Regions from separate parts of the Mus musculus genome. Here region 2 is linked to region 1. Evidence: chromatin contacts called from public Hi-C data. All regions are on one chromosome and are shown on one strand. Each heading gives the region's core, a stretch centred on a gene start, on an enhancer-like site or on the middle of the called end of the contact. The rest is flanking DNA. Distances are from core to core; before and after follow the strand shown.

Region 1 (5,445 bases), core at 429-2,928:
TACTATAATGTTCAGTGTACTATAGAGGGACGAAAGCAAGAGAGCCGACTTGTATTCTTCACACATGCCACGATTTACTGATGTTTACTTTAGACTTAATCTAAAGCCTGACTTTTTCAGCTGCAAAATGGAACTTCATTAAACTTATAGCACTGCTGTGACAATTATATGATAGCCACCTGTAACTGAGGGCTCCAACTCTGCAGTCCATTAATTGTCCTCTCTTTGGCTGCCCCTCTCTTGTCTCTGTTACTACTGTGTTCTCTCCTTTCGTATGTTTTTATGAGTGAGTCATCTACTCATCCATTTCAATCTAAGATGCAGTTGACTTTGGCCTTCTCGTGTTCACTATCAAATGTAGTTATAAAGTAGTGGCCTCCAGACAGATGGGAGAAGACATTAAGATGAAATTGGCTGACTCCCATGCAGTTAACACTTGTGCATAACAGAGCTTATGGGATCAATATATGGCTTAGCCACACCTCTTTTGTCATTGTGGCAGAGAATATGCACTCATAGGAGCTCAGCTTCTTCAGAGACCCAGATATGTGACTTTCTCTACTTTATCTTTGTTATGGCTCTGGTTTGATTTTGAAGGGTGAGGAACATGGATTTTCAGAATACTGACTTTCTTAGCTTGAGCTTCCTCACAAGCAGCCCATCTTCTTCAATATTCCCTAAGCCTTAAGTGCAGAAGTGTCTTGTAGATGTAACCAAGGGGCTGGGGTCTGCAACTCTGCATTGCAATTGATTGTGATTTTCAATAGCAGCCTCTCTCTGTTGTAAGGAAAAATTGCCTTGATAGGAGATAATACACAAAAGAAGCGTTATACGGACTCAGTGGTTATATTTGGAAATATATGTATATACAAATACATATATGAGTGCAATAATAATTAATGAAAAATGCCATGAATTTGATGGGGAGTGGGGAGGGATATATGAGAAGTTTATTGGGAAAAAGGAGAAGGGAGTAACATTGTAACTGTATTAAAATCTAAAAAAATAAAATAAAATTAAGCAGCCCTTTTCCCAAGAACCACAGAAAGGTAATGCATGCCTCCATTTACCCACTGTGAAGTGAGGAAGTTAGGTTATTTTCAATCCGCTTCTCTTTTGTGAAAGGCTGCTTCTGTGATCTTTACTCCAGTTCTTCCATCTTCTCATGCTCACAAGCTGAGCAGTTCCACTGACTCTGAGAAAAGTCTCTGGGGCAGAGCCAAGGGATATCCATGTTTCTGTAATCATTTACCTTATTATTTCTTAAATATGAACTTAAATTAACTATGACCATAAAATACAGACAATGATGTATGGAAGGCAACGGGCTGATGTATCAATGTGCAATAGAAACACAAACTCTAAGAATTTCATGTATGTGTCCTTTGTTGGGGACAGCCTTTCTTTCAGGTCATATCCTAATGAGAAGCCAAATTATAATCTTGAGATCTGAGAAATGAGGAATTTCAGAGGTGGGACCTGTGCTTTCCTGCAAATGTCATTGAGATCCAATAGCATCTTCTAAAGAAGGTGGGGATAGTCTCCTATGGGAAATGGGTGGTGGCGACTTCAACATTGCCAGCTGTGTAACTGGTTTGTTTTGATCCACACCTTGCTAGCCATTCTCATGCTTCCCTTAAGTAGCATAAATCTTTATCCGTAAGCATTGTGTTTATAATCATAATCTACTTATGCCCCTCCTGGGTCACCTTACTTTGAGGGTTGGCAATAATCCTGCCCACACTGTGACAGCCACTCTGACCTGTTTTGTTTTGTTTTGAATTTTTTAAATATCATTACTCCTTAGAGGCAAATTCCTGTTTCAGTAGATTTTTGTTGTTGTTACTCAGCCCCTGCACACATTTCCTGGATAAAATTTAAAAATTTAAGGAGGAATATGTAGGCAATAGTTTATCCTGAAATCCCTATTCCTTAGCACAAAGTTGAAAAAAAAGAGAGAACTGGAGTGTATAAGTTGAGATTCATGAAATTGGCAACACTTGACCATTTTTATAACTTTGCAATGTCAATTTCAAGTGGCTCAACCACCATAAAGGGATAGCATTCCCAATTGAAAAGTGACCAAAGGTCTGTATTATATCTGTGTCTGCTAAGCAAACCTTCCCACCCTTTTAAATCTCAGCCATTCACCTATAAAGTGGGGTTGGCTAGAAAATGTCTAGAACTTTCTAACCATAACAGTCGAATGTTTATTTATATCTTTTCTGCATTCTTTTGTTGTAATGGTTTCCATGAAAAATCTTCCCTTGGGTTTTCTTTTTCCCTAGAAGTTTTATGTCTTTAAACGAAAGGGGTGGGGTTTCCTTATGTATCCCTAGCTGGCCTGGAACTCTATGTATATCAAGCTAGCTTTGAATTCACAGAGATCTGCCTATATCTTCCTCCCACACACTTTGCCCTGTGCCTTTTAATAATCCTTTTGTTTCTGTTTCCCTTTCTTTCTTTCTTTCTTTCTTTCTTTCTTTCTTTCTTTCTTTCTTTCTTTCTTTCTTTCCTTCCTTCCTTCCTTCCTTCCTTCCTTCCTTCCTTCCTTCCTTCCTTCCTTCTGTTCATTTATTTCTTTCTTACCTTTTTTTCCACTGCTGAGAATTAAATCCAGAACACCATGCGCACGTTTCCACGTCCACTCGATCTGCTGATCCCTAATTAGTCACCATTCAGCCTCCACTTCTATTCCCAGTCTCAGTGAAAGTTCTCACTCTTTGCTTTAGGAAGAAAAATGATGCTAGCAGAATTGGATACAGTCATGCCTGACATATGATCATCCTTTCATTGGTACCCCATTCTCTGACTTCATCCCTTTTGCTCAAAATGCACTATCTTGGTTCCTTGTGAGTCCAAAACTTCTTGTGATGTCCACTGTCAACCTGTCCTGCATCTGCAAAGACCTCACTCTAACTAAGCTTCTTCTTACATCACCATTGTTATGACATAGTCTTAGTTTTCCTCCTAACAAAGAAATTCTCTTCACATCTTTAGCCCTCTCTACCCACCAACCCAGTTTCCTCCTACCCTTTAGAAAAAATTCAAAAGACACATTCATACATCTCTGTAGGATCACACCATCCCACAGCCTCCTTGTCCTACATTCTCCCACTCAATGATATCGTTTACCCCATCTCATTTAGAAGAAGTCCTCCTTCTATATTTCATTTTAGTACCAGAGGCCACATAAGATGGGGAATGCCTGGTTGGGGCTTGAAACAACTTAGCATATGTGGGGAAAGTGGACAGATATTTGGAGGACAGGTAAGGTCATTCTATTCTATCACCTTCACTGAAGCATTTGAATTTATTCCATGCCTTAGATCTGCTTTCTAGCACACAGCTGAGCTAAAGGTACATTAAGCCTGTCTAACTGGCCTTGAAGGAAAGCGTGGGACCATTTGTTCTCTTAAATCTCTTATGTTTGCAATTGTCAGTTTCAGTTTTGAGGGGAAGGCTTCAAAGTTTCACTGAAAACAACAAAAAAATAGAAAGGAGATAGGAGAGAGAGAGAGAGAGAGAGAGAGAGAGAGAGACAGAGAGAGACAGAGACAGAGACAGAGAGACAGAGACAGAGACAGAGACAGAGACAGAGACAGAGCTACTACAAGAGTTGATACATCATGTCATTGTCCTCAGCCTGTGGCAGTTTTGCAGAGAAGTATTTTTAATTGTGATGGCTAAAGTGGCGAACTTGTCACAGGGACACCTGTGTGCTTATGCAGCCTGGCAAAGATGAAGAGGAGCTGTTAAAATTCCACTGTCACTTTCTATGGCATGTTTTCCTCCACAGACAGACTAAATCTAACACTCACTGCACTATTAAAGATAAGCTACATCTTCATCTCCACACTTGGAAATATGCCCTACTTCAGCCCCAACTGATCCATGCTCCTTGTAGGTTATGTTGTGCACCTGTTCACCTATGTTTTCACATATCTGGTGGATATTAATTGAAGTGGATGTGCTACCCTGTATTAGTGACATCCAAGCCTTGTGAGTCTTCAGTCTCATTGTATAATGGGATGTTGCCAATTGTGTTATTTTGAAAGTACTCAAATGTTATGGCTAGAGGTTTTTTTAAATGAATTTTTTATTAGATATTTTCTTTATTTACATTTCAAATGTTATCCCCTTTCCTAGATTCCCTTCCAAAAAATCCCCTATCCTCTCCCCCTTCCCCTGATCCCCAACCCATCCACTCCCACTTCCTGGCCCAGGCATTCCCCTATACTGGGGCATAGAACCTTCACAGGACCAAGGGCCTTTCCTCACATTGATGACCAACTAGGCAATTCTCAGCTACATATGCAGCTAGAGCCATGAGTCTCTCCATGTGTTTTCTTTGATTGGTGGTTTAGTCCCAGGGAGCTCTGGGATTACTGGTTAGTTCATATTGTTGCTCCTCCTAGGGCTCCTTAAACTCCTTGGATACTTTCTCTAGCTCCTTCATTGGGGACTCTGCTCCATCTAATGGATGACTGTGAGCATCCACTTCTGTATTAGTCAGGCACTGGCAAAGCCTCTCAGAAGACAGCTATATCAGTCTCCTCTCAGCAAGCTCTTGTTGGCATCTGCAATAGTGTCTGGGTTTCGTGGTTGTTTATGGGATAGATCCCCAGGTGGGGCAGTCTCTGGATGATCATGCCTTCAGTCTCTGCTCCAAGCTTTGTCTTTGTAACTCCTTCCATGGGTATTTGATTCTTGCTTCTAAGAAGGATGGAAGTGTCCACACTGTGGTCTTCCTTATTCTTGAGTTTCATGTGTTTTGCACATTGTATCTTGGGTATTCTGAGCTCCTGGGCTAATATCCATTTATCAGTGAGTTCATATCATGTGTGTTCTTTTGTGGTTGGGTTACCTCACTTAGGATGATATCTTCCAAATCCATCCATTTGTCTAAGAATTTCATGAATTCATTGTTTTAATAGCTGAGTAATACTCCATTGTGTAAATGTACCACATTTTCTGTATCCATTCCTCTGATGAGGGACATATTACCAGCTATAAATGGTGAATCATTTCTGATCCCTTAAAATTCTTTTATAAAAATAGACAGTGCAATCAGATAGCAGATCTGAGAACTGTAAGTAAGTTTGAAGGCAGAACTGGGTCAGAGTTATTCCCTTAAATCTCAAATACAAACAAGAAAGGAGGAACTTCCAACAGGATTTGCCTTTATGGTCTGAGTACAGTAACAGGAGGTAAAGGCAAGAAACAGTGATTGGAGAATCAAAGAAAAGTATCTTAAACAACCCAGCAGTAATGAAACCCTAACATCATCTGTTTACCCTCTCAGTGTTCTTTGATTCCTTGTTTAAAACTGTGCATGAATTCGACTTGGCCACACCTAGTTTCAGACAGTAGGGAGGCCACCTTCAGTGAGATGGAAAATCCAGTATTCTAGAAGGGAAACAGGACGATCAAGTGTGATTTCAC
Region 2 (6,031 bases), core at 1,602-4,101, 56 kb before region 1:
CTTAGCATTCTGTTGTTTTTGTTATTGTGTTTCTCATGTAATTTTCTAAATGTTCATGGTTTATATCTAGAGATACAGCTAATTTGGGGGAATGTTACAGAATTTACCTTTTTGTTTTAAGAGCTGTCTTGGAGCTTCCTTGTTAGCTTTTCAAGAGCACAATCAGTGGAATGCATGTAAAAAGTATTTTACTAATTCCTTCATAACTCGGGGTCTTTTATTTTTCTTGCCTAATTTCAGTTGCTATAATTTCTAGTAATATGTTGAAAGAGATGATGGATGAGTCTCTTCTTAGTTTTCCTGAATCTTAGGAGGAAACTATTTTTACTTTCTTTTTTAAATGGCAAGTTCACTAGAGGTTTTTTGTTGTTGTTGTTTGTTTGCTTTTTTGTTTGTTTTTGTTGTTGTTTTTTGTTTTTGTTTTTTGTAGATGCCTTTTATAAATGAGGCAATTCCCTCCCTCAGTTCCTGATGAGTTTCAAGTCTTTATTCAATAATGGGTATCATTTTTTCAAATGCTTTCCTGTATAATTTGATAGGATTTTTGAGTTTGTATGATGGATTATATTGATGCCTATTTACATATTAAGACAGCCCTGAGTTCCTGACATACATCTATGTAGAGATAATATATAATTTTCTCTATGCACTGTAAGATTCAAGGTAATATTTTTTTCTTGGTGTTTGGGATAAAATGTGTGGTGTTATAAGTGTTAGCTAAAAGCTTTTAGTACCTTCTTCATTTGGGTGGGAATGATCCTTTAAGTCACTCTTTAGTTCAGACAAGTTTTGAATTCATGATTCTCCTGTCTCAGCCTCCTGAGTAGCTGGGACCATGGACCTGTACTAGGATACTCAGCCCTTCCTGCAGCTCTCAGGAATGGTTGTTTGTAGGTTTATAAGATATATTGTTTAGAGGACTTCTCTTCTACTAAGTTTATTTGGTTTTGGTGTCAGGGAAATTATAGCCTCATAAATTAGTTGAGCCATGTGTTCTCTTGCTTTCTGGGAAATAATTGTGTGAAAATAGTTTTTGTTTTGTTTTTGTTGTTTTGTATTTTACACTACTTAGAGCGTTTCTCTAGTGAAACCATCTAAGCCTGGTAGTTTCCTTTGGAGCAGATTTTCATTTATGATTTTTTTCTATCAGTTGTTTCATGGCTATTCATGATGGCATAATTATAATATAAAATTATATTATTCAGATTATATAGTTCACTTTGGCAGTGTGTGCACTTTTTATTGATACTAAAACTACAAGTAAACTTCATCTTAATAAAATATTTCCTGTCATTTGCATCTGTCCAAGTCCACATAGGGGAAAGTAAAGAATAGAAAATATTATGCCAATGGCCATGGGACAGCAATCCAGTTGGTGAGAGGTGAGGTAGGGCTATTTGAGCAGTTTCAAGCATTGATAAATTTATTGACTTTAGTCATATGAATGGGAAAAATAGGATTTGATAGGCCAAGATACATATGTCCTTCACACTTAGAAACATCAGTGGAGAACAGTGACCATCTATCTGTTCTGTGATCTATTTTTTAAAGATTTATTTTTATGTGTATATATGTGTCTGGATGCTTCTTTGTGTACCAGGTGGAAAAAGGCACCACTGATACCAGAGGAGTGTGTGAGATCCACTGGAGTCAGAGTCACGTACAGCTCGGACCCACCCTATACAACTGAACCTGGGACCTCTGGATGGGCAACATGAGTTCTTAACAGCTGTGGCAATATCTTTAGCACCAGCTCCTGCCATGATTCTGTTTTGATATATAAGTTACTTCAGTGAAAGTAGTGTGTGAACAGATAAGCCACGGGGACAGGAGATGATAAGCATCTACTATTCACTAGCAAACTGGCCCTGTTTTATAACCGACTTATTCAGTTATAGGATCAGACACTATATTCTCATAAGGACAATCTAGAGATCTCTGAGGATGAAGAAGGATGTGGCTCTCTCAAAACCAAGATTAAAGTCTCTTGGTTGGTTTTGTGAATTGATTGGTTTCATGTGGGCAGTGACTAATCTCAATATTACCGATACCTCCTGTGGTCTTTTGCTCTCAAAAGACCAGTCAGTCTCAACTGTCAAGCCCAGCCTTGACATTACATCGAACCTCTCAGGTTTTGTCCCAGGCTCAGAGAAGACAGGTAGACAGTCAGGATAGACTGGTTCAGGCTTGAATTGGACAACAGGTCAACAACAGGTCAACTGACTGAGCACGAGTTTCCTAGTCTCAAGTATCAAAGCGATTGTGAATTGATCCAAGAGCCCATCGTCTCCGAAACTCCTAATTCTAGATCAAACTAATGGTTTTATGCTGTCTTCAGTGTGTGCCCTACAAAGCCTCTTTCCAGGAAAGGCATGACATCCCAGGGGACATCCTCCCTTGAACCGCTGCTATCATCAAAAGCTGAAGGTAACTCCTTAGGCTGATAAGTCCATTGCTGATTAAAGACTCCATGACCAATTAGAGGTTATAGAAGATGTTTCTGGATTCTTGCACCTCCTGACCTTTCAGAGGACCAGCCGAATGGCACGGGGACTTTCAGGACCAGGCAGTTGAATCCAAATCTGTATTTTAAATCAAAGGCTCATTAAAGTTTGCGAAGCACAGGACCAGGTGATGCTAAAGAGACTAGCTAGCATACTGATGTAGTGCGGCTTTGCAAAGGTCCTATAGAAAATTTGGACAAACTGGGATGTTCAGGGAGGGGTATGCGGGAGTAGCCCGCAGGGGGATGGTAGAAGGAAAGTGTGATCCGATTGGCTGTTTTCTCCAGCTCGGGCGTGCAGACACTCCCTCCACACTCCCCCTTTCACCCCCCTCAATTGCTACAGCTTTCCTACAGCGGGCTGCTCCTAAAACCCGGAGCAGCTGAGTGGTCTCAGCGGACAGTCCTCCTAGGGGCGAAGCCAGGCGGCTTGGGCATGCTCAGTAGCTGGGAGAGGTTTGGGAGGAGAGTAAAAAGCTTTGACTCTGCCCCCACCCCCTCCTCTAGCCCCCGCCCCCCTTGCCCCTTCCCAGCCGTAGTAGTTCCCTGGCGTGCGCCCGTGGAGAGCAGGAACATGGCGCTTGGAGCGATATAACAGATGTAGCAGCAGCGGAGAAGCAGATGAGGTACCGCGACTTCTCTGCTGACAGCCAGCCACCAGGTAGGCAGGAGCACCGGGCAGGTCGGCTTATGGGTAGCGGCTCCAGAAGGGGCGCTTGCCAAGATGCGCACGGTTGCTACACCGGGCATCTGGCTTTGCCTAGAGAGGATGCGAAAGGAGACCTCTATGACAGCACAATTGATTGTGCATCTCCTAGGAGATGCCAAAGGCTGGGGACCTCTGAGAATGGGCAAGGGATCCAGGGTCCGCCCACTCCCCAACCCCCAATCTTTGCGATATCATCCAGCTTGGGCTCTTCACCGGTCAAATAAAGGATAGCGCTCTTATGCTAGGATGGAGGGCGTAGGAGATCACCCTGGATGCCAGCTCTAGGAGTCTGCTGGTACCCCGAAAGGCTAGCAAGCCCAGCAGCAGTTCTTTGTGTATGCACTCGCGCACGCCCTGCCGGTGATACGACAGTGCCTGCTGCTCCCAGGGAGTGCTGGATGCATTGCCAGGGCAGGGTTCCCATATGGTTTTTGTCTTTTAGCAGGTGTGGACCACCAGATGCAATAGCGGAACCTTTATGGGACTGTGTTTTCCTTTGTTGTTTGTCTCTGTTCGCTTAGTGGGTTGCAATGGATTGGGAAAGAACTTCTGCTTGTGAACATTGGTGGACAGAATGTGGAAGAGAATATCACTTCCAAACTCTGGTTAAAATTCTGTACAATGTCAGTCTCCTAGAGGATAAACTTGGAAAGTCTCAGGACTGTCAAGTGTCCAGTTTAGGGCACAAATGTGAGCATCCGTTTTGAAACCGAGTGTGTCTGGAGCTTTCCATTGTGATAGGGTAGAAGTTAATTTGCCAGCATTCATATCTCAATTAAGGGAGCCCTAACCTTTCAAAGAACTGAACAGATCTTTTAAATATTAGAGTAGTAAAGAAAAAAATGTCTTGGCCAATAATTGATAACGACTTGGAAAACTGGATACACTTCTGGGGAAATAGGTACTTCACAAAACATCAGAGACCCTCTTGTGGCATTTGGTGTAAAGGCAGCATCTTTAATTTACAGATGGACACATTACTCCCTGAAGAAGTCCCTCCTACACAAGCCTTCTTAAAGTTGACATTCTGCAACAACAGATGTGACACCTTACAGTTGTATCTGTTATGATTAGCAGCATAGCCCCCTGAGAGGGAGGAAAGGTAAATTTAGAACACACCTTCATCCCCTGTTTTATCTTTTCAGGCTGGGCATCTGTCTGTGAATATGAAGTTTAGATACTTTCCTCTGCACTTACACTATTTATTCTTATGATCTCCTTAGGTGGCAAGAATGAGTCAGTATTGTGATAATGAAACAGAGACTGCAGGAGGGAAATGAATTTAAGTAGAGTAAAGCTATAAGTGTCCAATCTGATAACACCTTGACTTTGAATACACGTGTGCAAAGCAGAACTTCTAATGAAAGCTGTAGAAGCTAATGGCAAGTTCATTGACAATACTTGTAGTAGAATAAACTTCGTGTTCCTCTGTGAATAAGAGATTGATTGTACTCAGTCCTTGCAACTTATCATTTAATTAACAAACGTGAGTTTTGATTGTAGGCATTGAAAGCCGAGGTTGCCAATGCCTTTCCTACATCCTCAGAATATGCTGCAATGGACAGGCACCAGAGACAGATGTTCTGGAATACAGTGTCATTTTAGTGATGAGATAAAGCTAAATTTGAACTCTGGTTCCTCCGTATTTAGGTGTGGGATTTTGTGGAAGTGATTTAATGTATCAGCAACAAAGACTTGTGATTCACAAAGCAAAGCCCACATAAATGGATAGATGTAGACATTAATAATAATACAAAGAAACTGGGCATGGGGAAATCTCTTTGAGAAGGACATGTATGTGTTTGGAACCCATGTTATATGTATTTGCTATGCAAGTCAAATTCAATTTACTTTTACTGAAATACTCCAAATTGTTTTATTTCTTAGCACTGACATAGCCATACACCCCCAACTTGGTAGCTTAAAGAAGTAGAAATTTATTGATGCAGATCTGGGTATTTTCTGTCTAATATCTCAGTGTTAGCATGGCAATCCTCTGATGCTCTTAGGAGAAGGTGATTCTTATAGTCTTAGACATACCTTACCCCAATCACGTTATTCTGTTTCTACCTTCATGTCCATGTGTTCTCCTCTCTGTGTCTGTTCTCCTGTCCATGTTTCAGTCTTTATGTAAGGACACTGTTCCTATATCATTTAGAGCTAACTATAGCCTTGTCTTAATTCAATTACAACTGCAAAGATCAGACTTGTAAAGTAGGTCACATGGACAAGTTCAGGGTTGTCATTGAGTTTAGGGGAGAGAAAATTTAACTTACTTTACTAACTTTTCTAATAACAATGATAGGATCAATACTATGCCATCAAGTTTCAGAATATGAAGAATAGTATGGGTTCAAAAACCCTGCTGGCATGGGATATTTAATGTAACTAACTTATCTGAATTTTGTGTTCCCAAGTGTGACAGTGAAGGGAAGGGTGATAGACACGTCACCATGAGTCACTTACATGAAAACTGAAACAAAGTGGGACTTAGGCTTTCTATACGTGCTGAGGAATTTCATACGTCTTCTCCCTTTTGGGCTATATTACTAAGTCAAAACACATCATCATCAACAACACCTACAACATAACAGCAAAAAAATGAAAATCCTACACCTTTTCTTCTTTTTAATATATTTATTTTTATTTATAGATATACATTTTATTAGCTCCTTGAGACTTTCTTATATGCACATAATGTATTTTCTTCTTATTCACTCTGTCACTCCTCTATCTAAATCCTTCCATGTTCCTTCTAAATTTATGCTCTCTCTCTCTCTCTCTCTCTCTCTCTCTCTCTCTCTCTCTCTCTCTCACAC

Evidence for each region. A called contact is a pair of places that touch in the nucleus more often than the background predicts.
Region 2: a Hi-C map of rod photoreceptor shows a contact between it and region 1, with 2.8 times the contacts expected there. The contact joins the promoter of Pak7 here to the enhancer-like site in region 1. A contact is called at or near these places in 2 of 39 promoter capture datasets (embryonic stem cells and stem cell-derived epiblast-like cells), 4 of 484 Hi-C or Micro-C datasets (cerebral cortex, cortical neurons, nephron progenitors and 1 more), 1 of 115 datasets of contacts at active chromatin or transcription factors (embryonic stem cells) and 2 of 9 other capture datasets (adipose tissue and liver).

Annotation. Positions count from the first base shown.
Region 1 is chr2:136,327,809-136,333,253 of GRCm38.p6, reverse strand. All of the region lies in intron 1 of Pak7 (p21 (RAC1) activated kinase 7), which reads left to right. Among named protein-coding and RNA genes, the nearest start is that of Pak7, 57 kb to the left of the region's middle. Within about 2 kb of position 1,678, at least 4 of the 459 cell types and tissues checked have an H3K27ac peak or open chromatin away from gene starts, as enhancers often do. A contact at or near this core is called in rod photoreceptor, where this site is marked.
Region 2 is chr2:136,384,787-136,390,817 of GRCm38.p6, reverse strand. It overlaps Pak7 (p21 (RAC1) activated kinase 7), which reads left to right and starts at 2,851. Exons shown (of 10, transcript NM_172858.2): 1 at 2,851-3,164.